Linked DNA regions of Capsicum annuum: region 1 is linked to region 2. The links are chromatin contacts, called in public Hi-C maps. All regions are on one chromosome and are shown on one strand. The core of a region is the stretch at or near the end of the contact, and the rest is flanking DNA. Distances in the headings are between cores, read along the strand shown.

What was found. Hi-C and Micro-C count contacts between places; a contact is called where the count stands out from the background.
Region 1: a contact with region 2 is called in a Hi-C map of leaf, with 2.0 times the contacts expected there. The contact joins the enhancer-like site here to the promoter of LOC107861449 in region 2. A contact is called at or near these places in 3 of 5 Hi-C or Micro-C datasets (bud, leaf and placenta).

What each region holds. Positions count from the first base shown.
Region 1 is chr11:3,067,287-3,072,044 of UCD10Xv1.1, reverse strand. LOC107867404 (protein NRT1/ PTR FAMILY 3.1) reads left to right here. Exons shown (of 4, transcript XM_016713633.2): 2 at 337-554; 3 at 2,659-3,218; 4 at 4,754-4,758. Among protein-coding and RNA genes, the nearest start is that of LOC107867404, 3.0 kb to the left of the region's middle. Within about 2 kb of position 2,099, at least 4 of the 5 cell types and tissues checked have an H3K27ac peak or open chromatin away from gene starts, as enhancers often do. A contact at or near this core is called in bud and leaf, where this site is marked.
Region 2 is chr11:3,034,458-3,039,432 of UCD10Xv1.1, reverse strand. LOC107861449 (protein NIM1-INTERACTING 2) reads right to left here and starts at 2,865. Exons shown (of 1, transcript XM_047399348.1): 1 at 1,773-2,865. The coding sequence starts at 2,804. The coding sequence ends at 2,454.

The DNA.
Region 1 (4,758 bases), core at 850-3,349, 33 kb before region 2:
CAACAGGGTCGAGGGAAGGCCGTTTGCATCCCCGAGTATTAGTGGCTTTTTCCACAGTTTGAACATATGAACTATAGGTCACGCATAGATAACTTCACTGTTACTCCATAAAGAGACAGTCCGGTGTACAAACCATTCCGTGTCAGCAGGGTCGAGGGAAGGCGAATCGCACCCCTGAGCATTAGTCTCTTCTTCCACGGCTCGAACCAGTGACCTACAAATCACATGAAAATAACTTTATTGTTGCTCCAACGTTCCCCTCTTTATAGTTTCTTGAATACTACTTGAGTTGAAATTGAACTTATGTTTATTTTTGTTACTTTTTTTTTTTTTTAGCAAATGAGATATGTGAGAAATTGGCTGTGGTGGGATTTGGTACTAACATGGTCATTTACTTGACAAATGAGCTCCATCTTCCATTGACAAAAGCAGCAAATACACTAACAAATTTTGGTGGCACTGCAAGTTTGACACCATTGCTTGGAGCTTTCATTGCTGATACTTATGCTGGAAGATTTTGGACTATAACTGTTGCTTCTATCATTTACCAAATTGTAAGTCCCTCTCTTCATTATTTTTTTATTCGGTCGAGTTTAAGTTTTATGCACCGACAACAGGGGCAGCGGGAGAGTATTAGTTATGAAAAAGGGTCGCTCGGTGCACTAAAGCTCCCGCTATACACAGGGTTCGGGGAAGGACTTCACCACAAGGGTGTATTTTACTCAGCCTTACCTTACATTTCTACCGGAGTCTATTTCCAAGACTTGAACCCGTAACCTACTGATCACATGGCAGTAACTTTACTAGTTACTCCAAGGCTCATATTAGTTATGAATTCGATGAATTCATTAACTTTTGTTTAGACTATATATTTTATATTAAAAAATCTATTAAATATGTATAAATATTTAATTGTGAATCCACATAACTTATATATGACGACTACAGGTTTTGTCGCATATTTAATATCCATAACTAAGTTATAATTCCGCCTTTTAATGATACTGCAAAATATTTACACAATCATGTCACTAAACTATAAAATGGGATTTGTTATCAAAAATAAAAAGGATTATCTGTTATAACAGGTTAAAATATGCTAATTAATATTTTCTTATAATATTAGTTATTTATGTTAGTTTACTTCTTTTATTTTTGAGGTTAGATGTTAAATATGATATTCATAATTTATAGCAGTTGGAACAAGTAAAACTCAAATTTGTAGTGTGAGGGGCAGTACTATTTTGTCACTACTTTCTTGAAACACTTATTAAATGGCTAATTATTTTCTTTGATAAAATTGTAGTGGATAAGATATATGAGGTGAATGAATTAATTTGGATAGGAAAAAATCTTTAGTTGTTTGGTACAGATTGAATTTATATTGAATATATTATTACAATGATATAATGTTACCTTTAGTACTAGCTAGAAAACTAAAGTACAGGTGGAATATATGTACAAGTGAATAGTTAACTATTCTTCTTGTTTTTCAAACTCAAATTAATAAAATTTAACATATATACACTGACAACATTAATAAATTTATTTTAACATATCGTAGCAGATAGTCAACTTTATTTTCATGAATGCTAATCCACACTTTTAATGGAAAGTTGCATATAATTATCAATTGACTTGTCTGATAGTATAAAAAATTCATTTACGTGTGCTATTATCATATCGAGCTTTATTCTATTTCAAAATTCAGGGCAGAGCTAGGGCGTACTATGTTGGTTCGATAAAACGCAATAGTTTTGGTTCAAATCTTGTATTTATCTTAAAATATTCATTTGATATGTATACATTATTAATTTTAGAACCCGGTAACTTCGAAGGACTAAAATCATGAACCCATGATCTTCGAATCCTAGCTCCACATTCGAATTTTTGTACTACTTAATTTCTCGGGAGAGGTGTTACATAAGTAGCCTACCCTGATGCGAGCATCGACAGCTGATTATATTGGTCGAACTTGTGACTTATAGGTCACATGGAGACAACTTCATGTTAGCTCCAAAACTCCCCATCCTCGATGACTGATTATACAAGTCGAACTCGTGACTTATGGGTCACATGGAGACAATTTCATGTTAGCTCCAAAACTCCGCATCCTCGACGACTGATTATACAAGTCGAACTCGTGACTCATAGGTCACATGGAGACAACTTCATGTTAGCTCCAAAACTCCCCACCCTCAGCAACTGACTATACAAGCCGAACTCGTCATGACTTATAGGTCACATGGGGACAACTTCATGTTGCTCCAAAACTCCCCATCCTCGACGACTGATTATACAAGTCGAACTCGTGACTCATAGGTCACATGGAGATAACTTCATGTTAGCTCCAAAACTCCCCATCCTCGACAACTGATTATACAAGTCGAACTCGTGACTTATAGGTCACATGGAGACAACTTCATGTTGCTCCAAAACACTTCATCCTCAACAACTGATTATACAAGTCGAACTCGTCATGATTTATACGTCACATGGAGACAACTTCATGTTAGCTCCAAAACTCCCCATCCTCGACAACTGATTGTACAAGTCGAACTCGTGACTTATAGGTCACATGAAAACAACTTCATGTTGCTCCAAAACTCCCAATATTTTCTAATTGTCTTTTTTTATTATTTTTGATGTTAATCTCAGGGCATGATCATATTAACATTATCAGCAATACTTCCACAACTAAGGCCACCATCTTGCAAAGGTGATGAATATTGTAAAGAAGCAAATTCAAGTCAATTAGCCATCCTATATGTGTCACTACTCCTAACAGCCTTTGGGTCAGGGGGAATTAGGCCATGTGTTGTTGCATTTGGTGCAGATCAATTTGATGAAAATGATCCAAAACAAAAAACACAAACATGGAAATTCTTCAATTGGTATTATTTCTGTATGGGATTTTCAATGCTTGTGGCTGTCACAGTAATTGTTTACATTCAAGATAATATTGGATGGGGTATTGGATTTGGTGTACCAACAATTGCTATGCTTATTTCAATTGTTGTTTTCATATTTGGATACCCTTTATATAGAAATTTGGATCCTGCTGGTAGCCCTTTCACTAGGCTATTGCAAGTTTGTGTTGCTGCTTACAAGAAGAGAAAATTGGATATGGTAAATGATCCTAAGTTTCTGTACCAAAATGAAGAACTTGATGCTGATATTTCTACTGCTGGCAAGCTTGTCCACACCAAGCAAATGAAGTAAGTCCTCTCCGAGTTTAAATTCTGTGCACTGACGGTATAAAATTGACTTACAACATATGTTGTTCTTGAGAACTCCATTGCGAGCGTGTCGGATCCTCCAAAAGTAATGTGCTTTTGAAGGATGTGATGCGAGTGTGGCAACCTTTTTAAAGAGTCTGGTAAAAACTCATAATAAGAAGTAGCTACTTATATTATAAAATAAAGTAGGTAACTTTGTTATAACAGGTTAAATTACGTCTAATAGTGTATATAAACAACTTGTACACAATCATATAAGTTAATTCCTTTTTTTTGATGTCTAGCAAATGCATTACATGATAATTTCCACCTTCATTTTTAATATGATAGATCAAATTGTCTGGCTATAAAATTTCATCAATCATCAATCAATTTGTACATGTATTGTCTACTGGTTGTGTGGCCAAAAACAATAAGTGAACTAATGTTGTCTGTCCTGTTATTTGTCTTTTTTTTTCATGTCTTTTTTACACCCGATCAAAATCAAGATTCATTGAATCTTTTTTCACATTTCCCTTTTAGTTTAGTTTTTATTAATATCTTGGCTGGTCAATAATTCTACAAAGAATCAGTACTGAGGCAATTAGAAACCAGAAAATTAATCAAGTTGATAAACACTGCCAAAAGAAGTGTTTTTTGGAAATGTACTACTAGCATTTTTTCTCGGTTTGTCTCCAATAATATCTAGCTAGTCACAGACTGCTATTAAACCATTTGGCAAATTGAGAAAAAAAAACCATTGAATTGGTTCTGGTTTTCAATTGATTAGTAAGTCAGTAGTCGTTTGGTGTGGGGTATAAGATATAATAATTCCGAGACAAAATTCAGGATTATTTTATCCAGTGTTTGGTTGAAGGTATTAGTTAGTCCCGGGATATTTATCCCATCATTTATACCATAGTCATGAGATACGGAATCCCATATATATGGTGACAAAACTTTTTCCGCGATAATATGTTCGCAACCAAACGAACCCTAGTATAGTTGGACTTAAGTCGTCCCAATCTATGTTGCTTGGACTTTTTAAAAATACTGATAGGTGTGTGTTCGATCCTCTAAAAGTAGTGTATTTTTGGAAGATCTGACACGGATGCGATAATTTTTTTGGAGAATCTGACCAACATAGGTCCCAGTGTGGGCTTTACGTGCATTATTTTGATGCTGACCTGATCAAGAAAGACAACATGCTAATGTCTGAAAATCTTGGAAGAACCACTATAGGCATTTGATTGATTGGACTATTTTTACAAATTTCTTGGCTCTTGAGTGAACAAGCTAAGACGGTTAATGCGTATCGTATTGTGTGTCCATCTCATCTGAAAACTTAACCTGTTAGAGGGATCGTCCTTTTATTTGTCTCGACAATGAGAGATCAACATGTTCATTTTGCTATTCAAGAATCAGCTAAGACTGTTTATAACTGTTTGAAAGCTGTGACCGTCTCATCTGAAAGTCTAAGTTGTTAAATATACGAACATAAAATAGCTGTAACGCTTTATCCTTTTGGTTTTAAGATTCT
Region 2 (4,975 bases), core at 1,616-4,115:
CCGCACTAGGCAAATCCTGTTCGATAGGCTCGACTTAGAAGACATTGAGGGAGAATCGAACCAGGGTCATCCGTATGGATAACAACCCTCCAAACCAGCTAAGCCATCCCGAATGACTCTGTAATGCTATGTTATATAATTTACTTTTTTTAAAGTATTAATAAAAAGAGTATTATGTGGATATGACAACTAAGTTATTGTCATCTATTTTATGAAATAAATTTCTGTGGGATCAACATGAGTTATGGTGCAATGGATGCGGCTGCTTCACCCTTAACCAGAGGTCGAGAGTTCGACCCTGGGTATGGAGAAAACTCTGTTGGGAGCGCTACCACCTTAATTGGTCCTGTAACGTGCGATTCGAATTAGTCGGGACTCCAATGAGGATACCGAACACCGGATAGAAAACCCAAAAGAAAGAAATGAATTCCTGTGGGGCAAAAGTTGTTGAATGTGTTACTCGTGGATCCATGAAGACAAAGTGACTCCATAGCCCACAATATAATGTGGTGCATGGATGCTTTTTGAAGTAAGCGAAAACAATACTTTTCTTTTGTCCATTTAGGTTCGTCTGATAGAAGGGATAGGGAAAATAATTTCGGAATAAAGTTTGAAATTAACTTTATCCTATGTTTGATATAAAGTACTATCTAGTTTCGTGACTATTTTATCCCGTCATTTATAATGAAATGATTGAATTACTGTCCGATGTAAATGACCCCTTGAGGGTTGTGTTTACCCCAAAAAAAAAAAATGCCCATTATAGTCTTACGGATTTGAGAGGATAAAATGTATGTAAACCTTATCTCTAGTTTAGAGAAAGATCAGAGAGGTTGTTTTTGATACATTTGAAAAATTAAGATATAATTAATTATTAGTATTAACCTTTATTCTTATTCAATAAATGTGTAAAAAGATTGATGTGGTATATAAGAGAGCAATATAAAGTTGAGATTACAGAATAAATAATGACAATTTAGTCAAATTACCTTTTTGATTAGTCTGTTTTTCTAAGAGGAGTGCTAACAAAAACATGACAAGTTATGTTTGGTAGTTCAAATTACATATGTAAATTTGAAGAACCAAGATAATTTACTACACCAATTTTACTTGCCAATATTAATTATTAGTTGTAATAAAATTGACTTACCATAGTAGATAAATTTGCGTAATTTTTATTGTTATAAAAATAGTTTAGTGTGTTGAATTTTAATACATGAAATTAATCCCGACCAATCCATATTATATGTTCTTTCTAATAATTTGCCAGGATCAGATTATATAAATGCAGATATAGTAAAATTTAATTTATGTCAATCATCATATTAATTAAAGAGTGTGGTGAGATAATTGAGAATCATTATTCACCCTTAATTAAAGGTCTGATCACGAACAATGGACAACTTGTCGATAGGATCGTTATACCTGTTCAGAACAACAAATAATTATACCAAACATGATAAATGTCACGTCAATTAATTACTATACACATGAGCGTACGTCTCGTGAGATGGTTGAGATCCATTATTCATCTTTATATAGAAATTTTAGGAAGTGTTTTACCCCTTTTGCTGCACCTAATTTAAATTAATCGGGACAGTAAAATTTACGATAATAGAAAACTAAACCAAATAAAAGAAAAAGTTCATGTCAATTTTTATTTTATAATTGTTAATTAAAACTAAACCAAATAAAAGAAAAAGTTCATGTCAATTTTTATTTTATAATTGTTAATTAATATAATGCATCTATTTCTACTAGAACATGTGTAGTTAACAACATCATTTGGTCATCCAATACAATTCTCATACAAATCTGAAATTAAAACAAAGTTACAATACTACTACTTGATATATATAACAACAAAATTACAATATATCCCCATAGCAAACTATCTGAACATTTCATTGAACTAGTTATCTGCTTGATATTCATTCATTACAACAACTTTGATATCAATAATCAATTACCAACAGCAGTGTGGTGCAGCGGAAAGGGGCTGCCCCAACCAACCCAGAGATCGAGGGTTTGACCCTGGATATGGATAAACACTCTATTGGGAGCTCTCCCCCTCAAATGGGGCCCGACATAAGGCGACTCTGAATATAGCCGAACTCCTAAAGCGGATACCGAATACCGGGTGGTTTGAACCAAAAAAAAATATCAATAATCAATTAATTTACACAAATCATCATGAAATGGATGAAATCCTTTTATTCACTAAGAGAGCTATATATATATATATATAGGAAAGGTCGATCAATTTTCTTTTTATATATATATAATAGCTGATGAATCGTCTTGATGAAAATCTTACCTCTACCAATACTATCTCCACTCGTAATTAGATATCACGAGCCGCTTCCCTCTTAAGCAAGTCCAAAGTACATAGTCGGACCAGTAAACTTCGAATAAAAGATAAATTATTTCACGAAAACAAAAAAAAATCAACTTCAAGTATCCTCTTCATGGGGATCATAAGGCTTCATATTAAGATCAAAACCTAATTTATTTTTCTCTTTTTCTTTGATTTCTTCATTATCTCCTATGATTTCATCGATGCATTTTCGATCGATATCATTGGTCATTTTACGTTCATCACAACCACCACGATCACTACCACTAGCTCCATCAACTTTATTGAAATATTTTACGGCAATTTGTATTCGTCGTAAAATAGCAAAGAATTCTTCCACTTCCTCTTCCTCTACCTCTTTTAACTCCGTTTCTTCTTTCGGCTTCTTCATTGCGGATTTTGAAACGACGTCGTTGTCATCCTGTTTTCTTTTTTCTCCTTCTTCCATTGACAAAATTATTTTATGTACAAAGACTTAAAAGACTAGAACAAGAAGTCGTTATTTAGAAGAAAATATGAGAAATATTTTATGCTAAAGTGACAGGGCTGTGAGAATTTATATATGACAGATGAGGATTTTATTTTTTCAAAAAACGTTTCTCATCCGGTGTCCGGTACTGGTATTGGAGCCCGGCTAATTCGAATTCACGCCGGGTAGGACTCATTTGAGGAAAGCGCTCCCTACCAAGGATTTTTCATACCCTAGATGAAGATTTATCGGCATAGGATGTTGTGCAGTGGATGAAAGTGTTATTTCCTGAATCGGAGGTCTTGATTTTAAGTTATAGGTATAAGAAAATCCACAGGAGGATATTGAGGGCGGAGCCAAATTTGAGTCATGGGTTCATATAAACTCCCTTCGACAGAAAATATACTAATTCTTATATAAAGAATAGCCCGGTGCACTAAAATTATCGCTATCCATGGTGTTCGGGGAAGGGCCCCACCACAAGGGTACATTGTACGCAGTCTTACCTTGCATTCCGCCATTTTTAAGGCTTATACCTGTGACCTCCTGATCACATGGCAATAACTTTACCAGTTAAACCAAGACTCCCCTTGTTATAAATGATTAAATTATGTCGAATCTCGATCAACTGATTTGTGTGTTTACTTATTAAGATTTCGAGCTTCTTTAGTTAAAATTCAAGCTACATCACTATTGAAAACACTTCCTTCATGTAGATTCTACCTGCCCGTATCTAATTAATTAGACTTCAATTCGAATACCGAACATAGCAAAATAACAAAAAAGATTTGGAATTTGGGTTTGTTAGTTGCTACAGTGATGTTAGATATTTTTAATTGCACTGTGACGTGGTGCTGTTAGGCTGTTTATGACGTGTCTAAATGACGCAATACTATTCTTGGATGACGTAATTGAGGACTTGTTTGGTAAAAGATAGTGAAATGATGTGACAACACTATGAAGATGCGGTGTACAAGTTTCCATTTAAGTCTTGTTTGTCCATTAAAATAATATTTTTTTGTTTCATTTTATGTATTATCTTTTGATCGAATACGAAGTTTAAAATGAGTAATGACATTATAAAATTTATAAAATTATTTCTCTAAAAGTTTACTTTTTGTTTATCTTTTTTCATATTAAGTGAGAACTAGTAAAAATAAAATGTGATATTATCATTTAATAGTTGTCAAAAAAAAATTACATCGTTTCTAAAATGGATTAAAAAGAAATAACGACACATAAAATGAGACGGAAAAAGTACATAATTTTTTAGAGTTTGAATTGAAATTTTAGTTAAGTTAGAGGTGGTGTTTGATCATGAATATTAATTAGGGTTGTTTTCAAAATTTTGTGAGAGAAATAAAGTTAGAAAAGTAAAAATTCCAAAATTAATTTTTATTAAAGTGAAATAATTTTTATTTTCAAACACTACTATTTTTTCTTTTTTGATTAATTTCCTCCCTCACTAGTATAGTACAGGTACTCTATTTGAATTTGATTAATAGGCCGTTCAAGGACTAAAGTAAAATAATTTTTTAAAAAAATAAATAAAATATTTTCATGGTCAAATCCTACTTAATTAATTTAAGTCAAAGTAAATTTCACAAAAAGAGAAAGGTTTATATTTATTCATTGTGTGATTACAATCTTTGATGATGTTTTCTTTTATATGGTGTAAATGTTATCAATAAATTGTCCCACACCGGAAAAAATAGAGAAATGCTAAAGGGTTTATAGACCAAATGGGTTCTCCACGTATCAGGCTAGTCTTTTGGGTTGGGCTCTCCTATGTGATTTATAACATTAGTGCTTTCATTGAGAGTCCCACGCGTGAAGTCGTGACTTGGAGTGGTGGCTTGTGTGCCAGTAATGGTGGTCTGGACCCAAGAGGGGTGTCAGTCGTGACCAACGAAGATCGATCCACGTGTGGAGCCGCGACTCGAAATGGTGGCCTGTGCGCCAGAAGTGGTGGCCTGGACCCAAGAGAATGCCAGTCGTCACCAAACGAGCTCAGCCGTGACCAACGAGGACGTTGGTTCTCAAGCGGAGACGATTGTTCTGAACCAATTGTCCTACATTGGAAAAAATAGAGAAATGTTAAGGGGTTTATAGACCAAAAAGGTTCTTCCACCTATCAGAATAGTCTTTTG